Linked DNA regions of Triticum aestivum: region 1 is linked to region 2. A link is a contact called in public Hi-C data. All regions are on one chromosome and are shown on one strand. The core of a region is the stretch at or near the end of the contact, and the rest is flanking DNA. Distances in the headings are between cores, read along the strand shown.

Evidence for each region. A called contact is a pair of places that touch in the nucleus more often than the background predicts.
Region 1: a contact with region 2 is called in a Hi-C map of leaf, with 4 times the contacts expected there. The contact joins the promoter of LOC543353 here to the promoter of LOC123122959 in region 2. A contact is called at or near these places in 3 of 5 Hi-C or Micro-C datasets (all in leaf) and 1 of 1 datasets of contacts at active chromatin or transcription factors (leaf).

The regions. Positions count from the first base shown.
Region 1 is chr5D:479,455,216-479,458,516 of IWGSC CS RefSeq v2.1, reverse strand. LOC543353 (cold-regulated 413 plasma membrane protein 1) reads right to left here and starts at 2,026. Exons shown (of 4, transcript XM_044543345.1): 1 at 1,714-2,026; 2 at 1,042-1,149; 3 at 424-494; 4 at 1-212. The coding sequence starts at 1,907. LOC123122960 (cold-regulated 413 plasma membrane protein 1) reads right to left here. Exons shown (of 4, transcript XM_044543344.1): 3 at 3,247-3,301; 4 at 2,646-3,093. The coding sequence ends at 2,834.
Region 2 is chr5D:479,301,051-479,304,153 of IWGSC CS RefSeq v2.1, reverse strand. It overlaps LOC123122959, which reads left to right and starts at 1,806. Exons shown (of 1, transcript XM_044543343.1): 1 at 1,806-2,932. The coding sequence starts at 1,907. The coding sequence ends at 2,830. It overlaps LOC123122958 (BTB/POZ domain-containing protein At5g66560), which reads right to left. Exons shown (of 4, transcript XM_044543342.1): 4 at 2,936-3,103.

The DNA of each region.
Region 1 (3,301 bases), core at 777-3,276, 150 kb before region 2:
GAGCAGGACGATGCCGATGGTGTTGGACACGCCATTGGCCTTCCTGAAGGCCTCCCTGAAGCCTCCTGACACCCTGATGTGCTCTTGAAGCAGGTAGCACCCGATGGCGAGGCATATGAAGACGCCGACGAGGTCGTTCCTGAAGTGGTCGGCGAAGAGGCTGGGGGCGACCACCGTGAGAAGAATCAGAGAGCCAGGCAGCTCTAGCCAATCTGATACAGATACGAAGACGATCATTGCGTGATTTATGTAACAGTTTAGCGGCTTATTGCGTAGATGAAAAATAGGGACATGTTTTTTGGTAGTGCTATTATAAGCAGAAAATTCTCTTTACAGGGCACAACAAAGATGAGAAATGCAACACATAGTGATAATTTGCTAGGGGCAGCAAGGATAGGTAAAAGATTAGGTAGGAAATGATACCAGGGAAGTGACGCGGGAAGAAGAGCCGCAGGATGACTACAACGAATGCAATCCAGGCACCAACCTCTCCCCTGCAATTTTGATGTTTGATGATCACAAATTTGATTCAAATATCTATATCTAGTGCTGTACAATTAAGGCAACAGAGGATATTGCACCATGGAAGTATCAGCCAGTGAGGCAGAGGCGGTGATCCTTCAACCAGTAGACAACAAGCATGAAAAAGATACCCCGACTTTTGCAGTGAGGTAGCAATAGGTTAAAATAACCTATATTTGGCATGTATCTTACCTCACTTTATCAACAACCTATAAAGTTCTTTGATTCTATCCTCAGTGAAGTGAGCTTTTTTTAAGAAGACCGGCACTCTGGCCCTATAGCCGGTGATATCAACCAACAATGAACAATATCTTACCTCGCTTTATCGACAACCTAATGCACTAGTTTTTCATTCTGGAAAAAATACATGAAATATTTCGATTTTCTAAGTTCAGAATTTCAGATATTTCAAATCGGTTAATCTGCAGGAATGCTACAATCCTCCACAGCTACTAACAACTGCATTTAAACTGAAAACACGAACTGATGCCGCAGAAGGGAAATTGCGACTATAACCACCTTACGAGAGAGAACAGCACACCAGGCAGGGTGAAGAATATGTAAGGGACCAAGAGTCCGGTCAGCATGTTGGTCTTCCAGTTTGTCCGGTCCAATACCAAGAGGTACCTGCAGCAGAAGAGAACGGCAAAGTTCAGACAATGCATAATCCGGTGACTAACCGACAATTGCCAAGAAGGTAACAATCTCAGGTTAAGTGGACACATAAACTCCTCAACTCACAGCATATACACTTGAAGATTGAAGAGACCATCATATATAGGCTGCAGAGTTATCCTAACAGGTAAGTAATAGCTTAACATCACAGCATATACACTTTGATAAGGTCAGACTTCTGTCTGTATGTTAGGGATGTTTGCTTCGCAAATCCCACACAATCAATCGTGAACATTTCCTACCAAGCATCCGTTATGACCGAGGTTTTCGCACGAATTTGACCGCGTTTGGCAATTGGCATCTCGCTCTAGGGTACCGCAGTTAAATTACACGTTCAAGCTTACTAAAAATTACTACTTCCAAGCGAATATGCTGTCCTGATGTTTCTCGCAGGCGTCTCAACTGCCCCGTGGTCCTCCCGAAATGGTCAGGAGGCGAGGGAGATCGGAGATCCCCTTTGCAGAAACCAAAGCTCGTCGCAACAAGGAAAATAAAGGGGGGTTGGTATGTACTGACACGGCGGCGATGAAGGCGAGCCACTTGAGGAAGTGGCGGCCGAAGCCGAGGCCGCCGCCGAGGACGATGGCGTGGTTGGCGAGCTTCCGCGCCGCCATGCCCAGCTCCCGCAGGTCCGACTCGAGCAGCGCCTGCGCCGCCTCCGACGCGCCGGACGCCGCGCCCGCCTTCATCGCGAGGAACGACGGCGCCATCTCCCCCGAATCGCCGAGACCTCGAGAGTTCTCAAGATGGATGGATGGATGGATGGGCTCGGGTCTGGGTTTGATTTGTGCTTTGGCTGTGCCTGTGCGGATAGGAGGAAATATGTACAGGCCGGCAGCTCAGCTGAATTAGCTGGACCTGCTAGGGTCGACGGAACGGTCTGGACAATTCTCTACGGGCCCGCTGGACAGACACGTGGGGGACAGATCGCAACTGTATTATTGCATGCATGCAGTATTTTAATTTTAATTTAAGCTTGCTGTCACAGTATATCACGGGATTTGACTTTTGACCGCAATATGTATTATAGACATGCTTGTCTGAATAAGTGCATGTACGGGCAGCAATGTTCGTAAAGATGTTCGCAGTTCAAATTCTGGAAGTTTGTCTTTGTAAAAAAAGATTTTTAGCGGTTCTTGTTTTCCAAAGATTGGTCACTTTTTTTTAACATTCTCACGTAGCTGTAATGTCAAAAATGCTGTTATATTATGGGACGGAGTAAGTAGTTTTTAAGGACGGCCTCCATAGCTCAGCCTTGTTCCCACCTACCAAAAATACGACGATTACTTGAGTTCACAAACTAATATGGGGTATAATTTTGTACTAAATCAGCGACACTTATTTCGATACAGAGGGAGTAATCAATAAGCTCATAACAGATCAGTTGCACGTAACCATCATACGAACATCACTTGGCCAGGAACTCTTCACTTCAATGCACCCACCGATCAACAGAGCAAATGTTTTTATTGATGGCTATGTACCCACAGATGAAGGAAACAAATAAGTGACACCAAATCGAAACATGGCCGAGACAGTTCATCAAAATTCAACAGGTACAAGAGCGCATGGTTCATCGACACCAAATCGCCGGAGCAAACATCACACGATGAACCGCAAAACAGCGGCGAACGGTCTACAGGAACCACATCACGACGGCCCAGACCGGGTAGATGAAGAGGAGGAGGATGCCGATGGTGTTGGACCAGCCATTGGGCTTCTGGAAGGCCTCCTTGAGGCCCCCCGACGCCTTGATGTGCTCGTGGAGCAGGTAGCACCCGATGACCAGGCACACGCCGACGCCGATGATGAGCCAGGAGCCCCGGAAGGTGTCCGCGAAGATGGCGGGGGCGACCACCGTGAGGAGGATCAGAGACCCAGGCAGCTCCAGCCAATCTGACAACATGATGAAGATCCCATTGTGAGATTTATGCAATGTTTTAACGGCTGGCTTGTTGAGTACATGACGGAAAACCAACACATATTTGCTGAAATAATCTGCTAGGGAGCAACAATAAGGACGAGAAACAGAGAGCAAAATGATAGTACCAGGGAAGTGGCGCGGAAAGAATAGCCGCAGGACGACGAAAACGAACGCAACCCA
Region 2 (3,103 bases), core at 557-3,056:
TAAAACGACAAAACGTGCTATCGCGCTTCAGACGAAATCACTAATTAAGAAGCACTTGTTGCAAAAGCCACTACCATCTGCTCAGGCTATGACAAATGCCGCACTGTATATGCGTAGCTTGTCACAAAAAAATGCTTGTCGCAACTTGAGAGGTTTTTTCTTTTTTCTAGATCCGTTTATTTAAAATATTTTATCTCTTAAATCGTGTCTCCAAACCTCGAACCGTTTTTACCGTTGGATTCCTCGTGTTGACATCTTCAAAACTAGATCTCATGTTGATAGGTTTTGACAAACATTTTTTTCACAAAAAATCAAATCGGGAGCACCTTTTTCCTTTCCGAAAGAGGCACGACTTTGCCTCTCGCGGAAGCAAATTCATGCCTCCACGAGAAGTAAACCCGTGCCTATTGCGAAAGGAAAAAAAGAAACGTGTTTGTCTCGTTTCGAGAGGCACGCCCATGCCTGCCTCTCGCGAAAGGTTAAAAAATGCGTTTTTTCCTTTTTCAAGAGGCACGGTCGTGCCTGCCTCTCACGGAAGGTAAAAATTTGAGTTTTTTTCTTTTTCGAGAGGCGAGCCCATGCCTGCTTCTCGCAGAAGGAAAATAAAAGAAAATGCGTTTTCCCCTTTTTTGAGAGGTACAACCACGTCTTTTTTTCTTCCGCGAAAAGCAAGGTTTTGCTTCAGCGAGTTTTTGCTTCCGTGATAGACATGGCATATCCTTGCCTGTTGCGAAGTAAAACCGTGTCTCTCGCGGATGAAAACAAAACAAAATCATGTAAAAAGCTGAAAACGCGTGCGGAAAAATAAAAATAAAATAAAATCCAGACGAAGCGCCCAAGAGCGCGATACTTCATGGCGGCTGACAGCGCGCCAAGTGACACGCTCTCAGCCCACTTCAAATGACCCTTGAAAGGCTCCTTTTTTTTAGTGGTACCCTTGGAAGGGCGAATCCTATATGACGCGCGCCGGCGTCATAGAGGCGAGGCTTCGCTGAAGGCGTCCCCCCCAAACCCCAGTTTGGGCCGGCCCACGGTGGGCTTCACTCTTTCTTTCTCTTTTATGCTTCTTTTCTTCTTCTTTTCCTGTTTCCTTTTTACTTTATTTTATTTCCCTTTTTATTTTCTTTTTTCTTTTTTCGTGTGTTATACATACTTTATGTCTATTACAAATGTTCATTGTATACTAAGAAAATGTTAATGGTATATTACAAAAAGGTTCACCATGCATTATAAATATGTCCATCGTATTTTCAGAATTTTTTCGACGAATACTACAAATGTTTACTTTGTATTTAAATTTTTTAGGGCATATTACACAAAATCAATGTGTATTGAAAAATTGTTCAATGTACATTACACAAATGTTCAATGCATATTCGAAAATTGTTCAACGTACATTATAAAATGTTCAATGCATATTCGAATTTTTCAGCGTATATATTCGTATGTTCAAAATATTCGAAAATAAAAACCGAGCTTCAAAACGCGGCGCTACAGTGAACCGGATGGTACAGTACCGTCCCGAAACTGTGTTCCAGCATTTACATTTTTTTTATTTGAACTGCAAATGGGCTGGCCCAGTTGGATGGACCCTGTGCGAAGCCAGGGTTTCTTGACGCACACGGGCGTCCGACAGGGACTCTCCCTTGGAAGGCAGCGCTTCTCAATTAGTTTGCTCTCCCCTTCAGAAGACTAGAAAGGCCCCTGTATCTATGGGCTTAGACTTACCGGCCCAACACGAATTGATGTGTGATTTAAAAAAAAACACGAATTGACGTCTTGTCCGCAACTGTGACCTCGTCGTCGACTCGTCCTCCCTCGCACTCTGCGTGTGGTTACCCCTTTCTCCTTCGCGTACCAGACAGACACTCGCTGAGTTCCCCTGCCACTCGCGTCGCCGGCAGATATGCTAATATCTCCAGGACTCGCGGCACCGGCGGCGTCTCACCCGTCCCATTTCCTCACCGCCGCCAGCCTCGGCGACCGCGCTACTCTAGGCGGCCTCGTTCAACCGGCCGCAACGACGTCGAAGACCCGCTGCTACAGCCGCAGTCGCAGCCGCCCGCTGCTCCGCTGTGCGACCGCCGACGCCACTTCTGTTGCGGGCAGCGTATCGACCAGTGACACTCAGTGCGGCCTGGACCGCGACGAGCTCCGCGGGGTCTGCCAAGAGCCCGACCTCGAGGGAGCAGTCAACCTGCTCGACGAAATGCTTCGCCGGAGGGGAGGCAACGGCTCGTCGGGCCAACTCGCGCCGGAAGAGCAGGCAGCGGTCCTCCAGTGCTACGTCGACGCGCTCTCGCTGGCCTCCCTCAGACGAGGCCACCGCCTGCTCTCCAAGTCCACGTCCCGGTACTCCGGGATCGCCGCGCCCATCGTGCACAGGATCGCCACGCTGTACTGCAAGCTCGGCGCCCCCGCCGACGCGCGCCGCGTCCTCGAGGGAGCGTCGAGGCCGGCGCCGGGGAAGCCCGCGGACGCGGCGCAGGCCAAGCGGAAGGAGGCCTACGAGAAGGTTCGCGAGCTGCACGAGGAAATACGCGCGGCGGGGTACGTGCCGGACACCCGCTTCGTGCTGCACGACATCGACGAGGCCGCCAAGGAGCGCGCGCTCATGTACCACAGCGAGCGCCTGGCCATCGCCTTCGGGCTGGTGAGCACGCCGCCCGGCACGCCGCTGCGGGTCATGAAGAACCTCCGCATCTGCGGGGACTGCCACAGCGCCGTCAAGCTCATCGCCAAGGTGACCGGCCGCGAGATCATCGTCAGGGACAACAAGCGGTTCCACCATTTCAAGGACGGCGGCTGCTCCTGCGGGGATTACTGGTGAGACGCCTCCACCACAACTGCCATTGGCATCCATTCCTATCTTAGCCTAGTTCAGTGTCTCGAGCATGCCTGTAAATTTTGGCAAAGGGTTTTGGTCTTGTGTAAGTGGAGAGAACAATGAAGCAATTTGTTTAGCCAACATGTGACATGATGCATTACCCAGCAAGATGACACTGATCGAAAGATTGTGCACTGCTACAACGAAATCTGATTGATCAAACATGATGAAGCTCACAATTCCTCCTAGGAAAACCCCTCGTATTTCCACAAATCG